Linked DNA regions of Sus scrofa: region 1 is linked to region 2. The links are chromatin contacts, called in public Hi-C maps. All regions are on one chromosome and are shown on one strand. Each heading gives the region's core, a stretch centred on a gene start, on an enhancer-like site or on the middle of the called end of the contact. The rest is flanking DNA. Distances are from core to core; before and after follow the strand shown.

Region 1 (5,139 bases), core at 1,751-4,250, 250 kb before region 2:
CGCTGGGCCAGGGCCACACACTGGGCCAGGGGAGCCTGTCCTGAGCCGATGCCTGTGAGTGACACTATTCAGCCTGAGCTGAGATCCTAGCCCTGACCTCCACTCCCTTCCCACGGCCTGGCCTACTCCCAGCTCAAGTCTCAAGGACTCTCACTTACCTGCAAAGGCATGGAGGGTAGTGCCCCCGATGTGGCAGGCTGCCACCCCAGTACTGGCAGTGGCCACCGTGCCTGTGGGAGGAAGTGAGCCCAGGATTCGCTTCAGCAGATAAGACTTCCCCGTCCCTGGGCAGAAAGCAAAGTCAGGTCCATCCCAGTGCACCACTGCTCTCCCCACACTCGCTCTGCCCCCGCTACCTGCACTGCCAGTGAAGAAAATGCTCTGGCCTTTCAGGACAACCTTCAGCACAGCAGCCTGTTCCTTGGAGAGCTGTGGTTTGGTGGGGGGCAAGCTCAGCCTCTTCACAGGCAGGGGCCACCTTGAGGTTTCCTAGGGGGGATAGGGCTGTCTCAGAGTCTCCCCGCATTCCCTAAGCATTGCCCTCTACCTTCTTGGCCTGGTAGCCCTTTGTGTTTCTGTTGGCTTCATTTCTTGGAGCCCTTGGGCAGCCTTGGTTCCCCTGGAGATCTTGCCAGTAACCATAGGGGTCCAGTTCCCCCTTGAGGAAGGGACCAGGACCAGGTCTCCACTGACCCCTGGTGACCTGAAGACCCCAGTGTATAGGTCCAGATTCTGTCTCAACTCCCTTCCCTGGGTTTCCTAACTCTCCTGGTCCTCTTAGCCATCCTTCCTTCTCACTACTCTTTCTGTTTCAAATTTCTCTCTCTCACCTCAGAACACCCAAGCAAAACCCTGCCTAGTTAGGGCCTCTTCTTGCCTCATCTCCATCTTCTCACCAGCTTAGTCTCAAACCCCTGTAGTCTTCCATCCATCTGTTCCAGTTGGCAAACACTGTCAAATCCACCAGAATTTGTCTCCCCTCTGACTGGACCTGTTGACTGCCCCTATCCAGCTGACCACTTCTCTCCAAAAGCTCCTCTCCTTCTCCTGGGAAACCATATTCCTACTTTTCTTCTGCAGCACCTTCTCTGCTTTCTCTCTTTTTTAAGGGCCGCACCTGTGGCATATGGAAGTTCCCAGGCTAGGCGTCCAATCAGAGCTACAGCTGCCGGCCTACACCATAGCCACAGCAACCCAGATCTGAGCCTCATCTGCGACCCACACCGCAGCTCAGTGCAATGCAGGGTCCTTAACCCACTAAGCGGGGTCAGGGATGGAACCGCATCCTCATGAATACCAGTCAGGTTCATTACCACTGAGCCACGAGGGGGATCTCCTGATTTCTCTGTTAATGTGACCTGGACCCACTTTTCCTATTCTCCTTACTCAGTCTCAAGGATTGCACTATGAGAACCACATGCACGATGCCCATATCCCTCTTATTTTCAAAAGTCCGATGAGCATCTTCTCTGAAACAACCAGCCTGCCATCTCAAATACCACCACCATCTCCCTCCTAAACGTGGGCCACTTTAGTCTTTTCCATCTCAGTGGCACACCCACTCCCCAAGGCGTTGTCCTCACGGTGTTGGACTTGGCCCCCACCCGGGGCTCCGTGGGCAGTTTCACTGGCGTGGTGTCCGTGACCCGGGTGACCGCCGCGCGCCGCAGCTCCTCGGGCTGCACCGGGCTGATGGTGACGAAGTCGCGGGGCCTTGGGCCAAGAAGTTGAGTGCGGGCGGAGGCTGGCCTGGGACCCGGGGCCGCGGCCAGCTTGAGGCGCAGCGTACGCAGGAAGCGGCGCAGGCGGTCTGGAGGGCAGTCGGAGAGCAGCAGCTGCACAGCGCCGGCCGGGGAAGCGCCATAGGCCGGGAGCCTTAGAGTGCTGCGCCCCATCGCTGCGAAGCGCGTGAAAAGGCGCGCAGCGCGCAAGGGGAAGCAGCGCGGCCGCCCCGCGGGTCCCGGCGCCTTCAGCCTAAGCATCAACTCCCGGCGCTCGTTACGACCCAGGCTCAACTCCGCGGTGCGTAGCGCCTGGCGCCTTCGCGGCTGCCCTCCCGGGCTCAGCTCTTCCACAGCCACGCGGCACCGTAGCTCCGCGTCCTCGCTTTCTGCTGCCGCTGCCTGGGTGCCCGACAGCATTGCCATCGCCTCTGCGGGTCTGTAAAAAGACCGGAGCTCAGGGGTCACGGGGACTCAAGGAATATATCATAGGTTGTATAGAAGCCGTGACGGGGAGCCCGGTGAAGGCCACATAGGGTCACAGAGGCTGTCACTGGTAACACAAAGAGGTCACGGAAATGGTAAAAGGGCCCTAGAGTAAACCGGATTTTCTCTTAGAAATTACTACCCTACACAATAATTTCCAGGGCAGCGGATGGGCAGCGTCAATTGCATCCAGCATTGGAGAACCGCAGCTGTCCGCCAAGTGCCACAGAAGGGAGCCCTGGAACGGAAAAGAAGCCTGCTTCCAAGAGACCCATAGGCGGACACGAGAATCCTGAGTCCTGTCCTTAAGAAGCCAGAGACTTTCACGTTGAGGAGGTGAACAGGAAACATACTCCCTAATAAGCGTCTTATGTCTTCCAGGTACGTTCACTAGTTTACATGCGGCCAAGCAGGTCTCACTCTTCTCCGTGTACAGAAGTGGAAAACAGGCTGAGAGAGGCCACAAGGGGTGGTAGGAGTCAGGGCTCGTGTGATTCTGAAGCCCTGGCGCTTCCCATCTTCAGGGTAGGGATAGAGTAGAGAATCTTTGGTTAGGGAAATCGCAGAGGGACCCTGGGGTGCGGGAATCCATTCTCCCTCCGTCTGACCCACTCGTGTGCACCCTCCCGGCAGGGACCCCTTGAAGAAGAAGGTTCTCTGCCTCCCACCTCTGGCATCCGAGTGAACACTCACTTGCGACGGACAAGCTGAACAGAGCCGGCATGCACGCAAAGGTAGGACACTGGGAACTTTCAAATCCTGGGAGTAGAGAATCACCCTATCATCGGCCGGATCTTTAAATTTTCCAGCCAATCATAGACAGCGGGCGTGGCAACGGGCGTGTCTTTGGGTGTCTACTCTTGGAGCCTGGGCTGTACCAATAGCACGCCGGAGGGAGAGGCTTATTGTGCTGGCGGAGCGTACCAAGTCGCGCGGACAGGTAGGAGTAGGGGGAGGAAGAAGTGAGCGCATCCGGGCGGCGCGTGGTGTTGTGTGTCTGACTTATTTTCAAGCCTCCAGCACACTCTCCTTCCTCCGCTTTAAGCCCTCACACAGCAGCTGAACTTGGCCTTGGGGAAGAGCTGCCTTTGATCCCTCGCATTCCTGTTTACATTTATAGGACCGTTTGCTCATTTCTGGGCAAACCACATCCCTCCACCGCCTGTTGCTACTGCTGTCTCTGTCTGCCCCGAAACTTTCTACACTTCCTCTGCCCTTGTAAGCGTCGTTTTACGTATTCGTCCTTCCCATCCGGCTGAGGGCCAACAGTGTAGAACTCAGACCTGTGGCCGGATGCTCAAGAGTACAAGGGAAGTGAATGAGCCTCTGTTTTCAGGGAATCAGTAATCCCTCTTATTGCTCTGGCTGCTCAGGGAATTTATTTATTTTTTATTTTTATTTTATTTTTTTGTCTTTTTGCCATTTCTTGGGCTGCTTCCCACAGCATGTGGAGGTTCCCAGGCTAGGGATCCAATCGGAGCTGTAGCCGCCGGCCTATGCCACAGCCACAGCAACACGGATCCGAGCTGCAACTGCGACCTACACCACGGCTCACTGCAACGTCAGATCCTTAACCCACTGAGCAAGGCCAGGGACCGAACCCGCAATCTCATGGTTCCTAGTCAGATTCGTTAACCACTGAGCCACGACGGGAACTCTGGGAATTTATTTTTAATTATCTTTTTTTCTCCTCATTAAATCTTGGAATGACAGAGCTGGAAGGGATCTTACAGGTGAGTCAGCCCCCTCATTTATTGAATTGCCCCCATTTTTCAAGTGAGGAAACCAAGGCTCCAAGAAGTTTGTTTGTTTGTTTGTTTGTTTGCGGGGGGAGTCTGTACCCACTGTATATGGAAGTTCCTGGGCCGGTGATCCAAACCCAGCTGCAGCTGTGAACTATGCTACACCTGCAGCAATGCTGGATCCTTAAGCCACTGTGCCACAGTGGAAACTCCGTTTAGACTATTTTTAAGTGCACAATTCATTACCTTTAAGAACATTCAGGGAGTTCCCTTTGTAGCTCAGTGGTTAATGAACCCGACTAGGATCCATGAGGATGTGAGTTGGATCCCTGGCCTCGATCTGTGGGTTAAGGATTGGGCATTGCCATGAGCTGTGGTGTAGGTCGCAGATGCGGCTCGGATTCCGCATTGCTGTATATGTGGCTGAGGCCGGCAGCTGTAGCTCCAATTGGACCCCTAGCCTGTGAACTTCCATATGCCGCCGGTGTGGCCCTAAAAAGAAAAACAGACAAACAAAAAACGTTCAAATGTTGTACAACCATCACCACTATCTCCAGAAAAGTTTCATTATTCTCAAACAGAAACTTTGTACCCATTAGACAATAACTCCCTTCCCTAAGGTTGTCAGATCTAAAGGTGACAAATGACTCTTGTAAACAAAAAAACAAACAAAACCCTCAAGTGAAATGGAAGCATAGAAGTAAAAGGTGGAGTTCACCCTCATTTTTTATTATTAAAGAAAAATACACACCATTAAAAAAAAAAAAAGACAATGACCCCCTGTTCTCTCTCCTTTCAGCCTCTGGTACTCTCAACATTTTATTCTGAAAATATTCCAACATGTTTATGCTTACCTTTTATTTTTTATCTTTTTAATGACTGAACCCACAGCATATAGAAGTTCCAGGGACAGGGGATGAATCCGAGCCACAGATGCAAATTATGCTGCATCTGTGGCAACGCTGGGTCCCTTAACCCACTGCGGCGCAGTAAGAACTCCTTACTTTTTAATTTTTATTATTTTTATTTATTTTTGGCCACCTGCAGTGGCTTGATGTGGGATATCAGTTCTCAGATTACGGATGGAACCCCAGGATGAAGCGATGAAAATTCTGCAGTCCTAATCACTAGACCACCAAGGAACTCCCAATTTCTTACCCTTTTTCCCCCCTCCTTTTTATGGCCGCACC
Region 2 (5,085 bases), core at 1,861-4,360:
TACTTTCACTTCACTTAGTTTGCATACAGAATTGCTAAAAAAAGCATCTCAAAGCCCCATCAAATGGTTTATCCACTTCTGCTATTCAACCCAATATACCTTCCACCCATTAATGAGCCACTTAGGTAATTCACTAATCTGTCATTAGTTTAATGATGAGTATGCATCTGAGTGTGTCTTATATTCTAAATTCCACTGTTCAGCTCAGTCTCATTCATCTAACAAATATTTACTGGGCATAATCCATGTTCTGGTGCTAAGTGCTGGTGATACAAGCAATAGTGAACCAGACAGAAAAAAAAAAAAAAAAAAAGTGCCCTCATAGGCCAATATAAGGACTTGACTTTTTTTTTTTTAGGGCCGCACCCGAGGCATATGGAGGTTCCTAGGCTAGGGGTCTAACTGCAGCTACAGCTGCCAGCCTACACCACAGCCACAGCAATGCCAGATCCAAGCTGCATCTGTAACCTACACCAGAGCTTACAGCAATGCCGGATTCTTAACCCACTGAGAGAGGCCAGGGATTGAACCCGAAACCTCATGGTTCCTAGTTGGATTCATTTCCTCTGTGCCACAATGGGAACTCCAAGGACTTGACTTTTATTCCGAGTAAGATGGAAAACCACCAGAGAATTTTGAGCAGTGATATGGTCTGACTTATGCTTTAAAAGGATCACTTGGGTATTGGGTGGGAAAAGACTGGTAGGACCAAAGACAGAAGTGGAGACCATTTAGGTGACTACTGAAGTACAAGAGCCAAGAGTGGTGGCAGTGGAAGTGAGGAGAGACAGTCATCCTAGTCAGATTTCAAAGGCAGAGCCAGTAGGATTTTCTAATGCATTGGATGCGTGGTGTGAGACAAGGAATAGAGAAAAACACCAAGGCTTTGAGTCTGAGCAACTAGAAGGCCAGAGTTTCCATGTACTGAGATGAAGACTTTGGGAAGGAGCAGGTTTGGGATGAAAGTTCAGGAATGTAGTTTAGGACATCTTAAATGTAAGGTACCTATCAGACATCCAAGCAGAGCTGTGGAGGAGGCATGGATACCAAGGGCCTGGAGTTCAGGATTTAGCTGAACCAGAGGGACAAATTTGGGAGTTGTCAGCAGATTTAAATGAGGAATTTAAATGAGGGTGGGTGAGAGCCCAGAGACAGCAATAAAGAGCATCATATATTTTAACGACTCATAACGTTAATAACATTTTTTATTTTAAGAGAAAATACTAAAGAAAGAATTAGAGCTCAATTTATTGCACTTTAGATACCAGGTGCATTATAAAGACTGAGCTCTCTTCACTGTTATTTCCCCACAAATAAAACTTACTAGGGAAATTTAAGAATAAGAGCCTCACTCAAAAGTCGGCCAAATGAAGCCACCACTCCAACATCATATTCTCCAGATCCCACATCTGGCCACTCATACACTGGAAGCTGAGACTGGACAGCAAATTGCTTCACTGGCAGTCCTTTCGGTGATGGGGAGGGCACTGTGACCACCTCCAACTTTTCAATTAACTCCTCCTCCTTGTTTTCCCTAAATTGGAAAGAGCAAAAAAAAAAGTGACAGTGTTAAGACCAAAATGTAAAGCTAAACTACTCCACACATTTCTAAGGCATTTTTAAGATTAAATTCACAAAGCACTTAAGGGAAAATGATTAATACTAGTGCAACTGAGAGATGAGGTTTTACTTTTTATTTAATTTTAATTGTTTTAAAGAGCCACAAGTGGCTACTGGCTACTGTTACAGTTCTAGAAATTTCCTATTCATACTAAAACTTATACAGTACAGACATTTTACACAATTGGGATATAATATATACTGCTCCACATTTAACTTTTCTCAACACCATGTATACTATTATGTGAGTCTTTTTTTAAAAAATGGGTTAAATATACATTTGCTTGTATATCCATCAAACACTTCTAGAATAAGAAGCTGAAAACAGTGGGTATCTTTGAAGAGAGGAACTGGGAGACAGAGATGGAAGGGACTGACTTTTCATCGTATCCTTTGAATTTTTTACTATAATTACATGTTATTTGAATAGATACTTAAAATCTGTGTCTATATAGATACACACATGTCATGGACATCATCCTATGACACTACATGTAGCACCACCTCATTTTTTTACCTGCTGTATAGTATTCCAATGCCCAGAGCTGTTCAGTTATTTAGAAGGTATTGCATCATGTTGAGGAGTTATGAGAAAAGGAGTAGACAGGAGGGCCCAAAAGAGAAAGTGCAGGAGTACTGGCACTACCAAGTAAAGCATCAGGATACGTGCAGGGAGAGATGGAGGAAGCAATAAGGGGAATGCAGCACGTGGAGAGTGCGCTATGGAGGGTGTGCGGAGGAAACATGTGTGAAGACAGTGTTATAGAAGGTGTTACATGTGTGGAGGGAGAATACCAGCGGAATCATGAAAGAGTCATTATGAGGGTCTGCTGTGAAGTATCTGCAGGGAAGACTTGAATGGAGTTGTCAGAAATGAGTGTGAGGGTGCATCAGGAAAAAACAAGAGTGAGGAAATAAAAAATGTAGGATAGTTTCCTTAAGCGCAAAACGGCCTGGAAGGTGGTGGGACTGGACAGAGGGTGCCTGTAAAGGGGCCAGCACCAGCCAGGCGCTGCGGAGAGAGTAGGGAGTGTAGACCCGACAGGGCCAGCCTGGCACTCACAGGCTGACCCCGCGCACCTTCCGGGGACGCCAAGATCTGGGCCCACACTCCTCTCGCGCTGCGAGAGGGCCAGGATTTAATCTCTGGCCCTGACCAGGAGTCGAAACCCTCGAGGCCAGCCGGAGGGGCTCCAGAGCCATGTCCTCAGCAACCCGGACCTCCCAACCCCCGGCCCCGGTACCTGGCGGCGTGCAGCGCCCGCAGCGTTTCCCGGGCGAACTCGTCAGTGCCAAAGAAAAGCACCCGCCAGGGCGGCTTCTCGCGGACCCGGACGCCCCATCCGTCCTCCCCGCCAGGGGACCCACTTAGCCCGGCCAGCGCTGGCCACTGCGGGATCTTCCTTCGGCCTGCGCAGCCACCGACAGGCAGGGTCCCCCAGCAGCGCCGCATAAACACTCTCATCGCCTCTGCCTGCGGCCTACACTACGCAGGCGCATAGGAGTGCGAGGAGGGCACCCGGCGGGTGGGGCGGAGCCTGGGAGGAAACCCGATGGGCGAGGTCTTTCAGCTACTTGGGGCGGGGCCTGCCTGATCAGCGGCTTGGCTCATCTGTGTTTAACAGTTGATGTTTACCTGTTCAAGCGTCCCCGTGACTTCCGCTGCATTGGTTTGCACGATTTCACTAATCTCCCCCAAATAATTTTTATTCTTATGGCCGCTCCCCACGGCGCATGTAAGTTTCAGGGCCAGAGATTAAATCCTGGCCACACCTGCGACCTTTGCCGCAGCTGTAGCAATGCCCTTTAAACCCACTGCACCAGGCCGGAGATCAAACCCGCACCTCTGCAGCAACCCTAGCAGCTGCAGTCGGATTGATTCCTAACCCAAATTCACCTGTGTGTTGAATAAAAAAGAGGAAGGAGTCCCTGGTGGCTCACTGGGTTAAGGATGCTATGCATTGTCACTGCTGTGGTTCTGAGGGTTTGATCCCTGGCTCAGGAACTTCGGCATGCTGCAGGTGTGACAAACAAACAACCACCACAAACAAAACCAAAGAGGAGTGGGGGTGGGACTGCATTTCCGGTGATTTTATTTTGCTAATCTGATCATATATGAGAAGGGGAGCAGGATGGGATCCCAACCTTCTACCAAGTAAATTCTCTTCCAGTACTCTCTTTTAGGGTAAGTGGAATATGATTCTAATATTTTTTATTCTAATATCTTTAAAATTGTCTTTCTCCATATAATATGTCTTACAAATACAAGCCAAATAGTCATTTGGGTTATTATCTTAGAATCTGGCTGCTGTCTAAAGTGTGACTCTTGGAGTTCCCGTCTTGGCTCAGCAGAAATGAATCCGACTAGCATCCATGAGGACCCAGGTTCAATCCCTGGCCTCGCTCAGTGGTTTAAGGATCCAACATTGCCGGGAGCTGTGGTGTAGGTTGCAGATAAGGCTAGGATCTGGCGTTGCTGTGGCTGTGGCGTAGGCCGGCGGCTACATCTCTGATTTGACCCCTAGCCTGGGAACCTTTGTATGCCACAGGTGTGGTCCTAAAAAGACACACCCAAAAAGGGTGACTCTTCATGTTTGTGTTTATGTAATTCCTCTGCTTATGTTAGAAAGCCTGCATTATGCGCAATTTTCAGCAGCCCAAATTCTCTACAGGTAGCCCCGCCCAACAGAGCTGCCTTGAGCTGTTCATAGCGCCCTCTGCCAAACACAGCGCTGGCTCAGTGTGAGGGGCCAATACCAACCCCTTCCTCCAGGGAGCTGCCTTCTACCATTGACATATAATTTTCTAGCGGGTGGACTCTTTTTAGAAAACTACTTTTTAAAAAACTGAACATAGGGAGTTCCCATTGTGGCTCAGTGGTTAACGAATCCGACTAGGAACCATGAGGTTGCAGGTTCGATCCCTGCCCTTGCTCAGTGGGTTAAGGATCCGGTGTTGCCGTGAACTGTGGTGTAGGTTGCAGATATGGCTCGGATCCCACGTTGCTGTGGCTGTGGCAGAGGCGGGCGGCTATAGCTCTGATTAGACCCCTAGCCTGGGAACCTCCATATGCCGCGGGAGCAGCCCAAAGAAATGGCAAAAAGACAAAAGTAAATAACTGAACGTGGAAAAAAATCTGTTTAATAAATTAACTGAACATGGTATTATTGTACAGCTGACTTTTTCCCAGGATGCTAAAAAGGAGATTTTTCTGAATTTCTTGGTGGTAAATTTGGAATGGGGGGGGTAAGTCCATTTCCTAGCCCAAACAAATCCATGGCTGGAGCTACTATAAAGCACACAGAGAAGATGAGGCCATCAGCTCCTAATGGCAAGAAGTTTTAGGTAATAAGACATCCGTGAGTTCTCTGGTGGCCTAGTGGTTAAGGATTTGGTGCTGTCACTGCTGTGGATTGGGTTAGATCCCTGGCCCTAGATGCAGATCTAGGTTAAATACAGATGATC

The links. Hi-C and Micro-C count contacts between places; a contact is called where the count stands out from the background.
Region 1: a Hi-C map of liver shows a contact between it and region 2, with 5 times the contacts expected there. The contact joins the promoter of PIF1 here to the promoter of MTFMT in region 2. A contact is called at or near these places in 1 of 47 Hi-C or Micro-C datasets (liver) and 1 of 2 datasets of contacts at active chromatin or transcription factors (alveolar macrophages).

What each region holds. Positions count from the first base shown.
Region 1 is chr1:107,216,441-107,221,579 of Sscrofa11.1, reverse strand. PIF1 (ATP-dependent DNA helicase PIF1) reads right to left here and starts at 3,000. Exons shown (of 11, transcript XM_021093760.1): 1 at 2,901-3,000; 2 at 1,584-2,160; 3 at 357-489; 4 at 159-284; 5 at 1-52. The coding sequence starts at 2,147. It overlaps LOC110260912 (a long non-coding RNA gene), which reads left to right. Exons shown (of 3, transcript XR_002344495.1): 3 at 2,369-2,504.
Region 2 is chr1:106,968,663-106,973,747 of Sscrofa11.1, reverse strand. MTFMT (mitochondrial methionyl-tRNA formyltransferase) reads right to left here and starts at 3,110. Exons shown (of 9, transcript NM_001244826.1): 1 at 2,865-3,110; 2 at 1,325-1,534. The coding sequence starts at 3,085.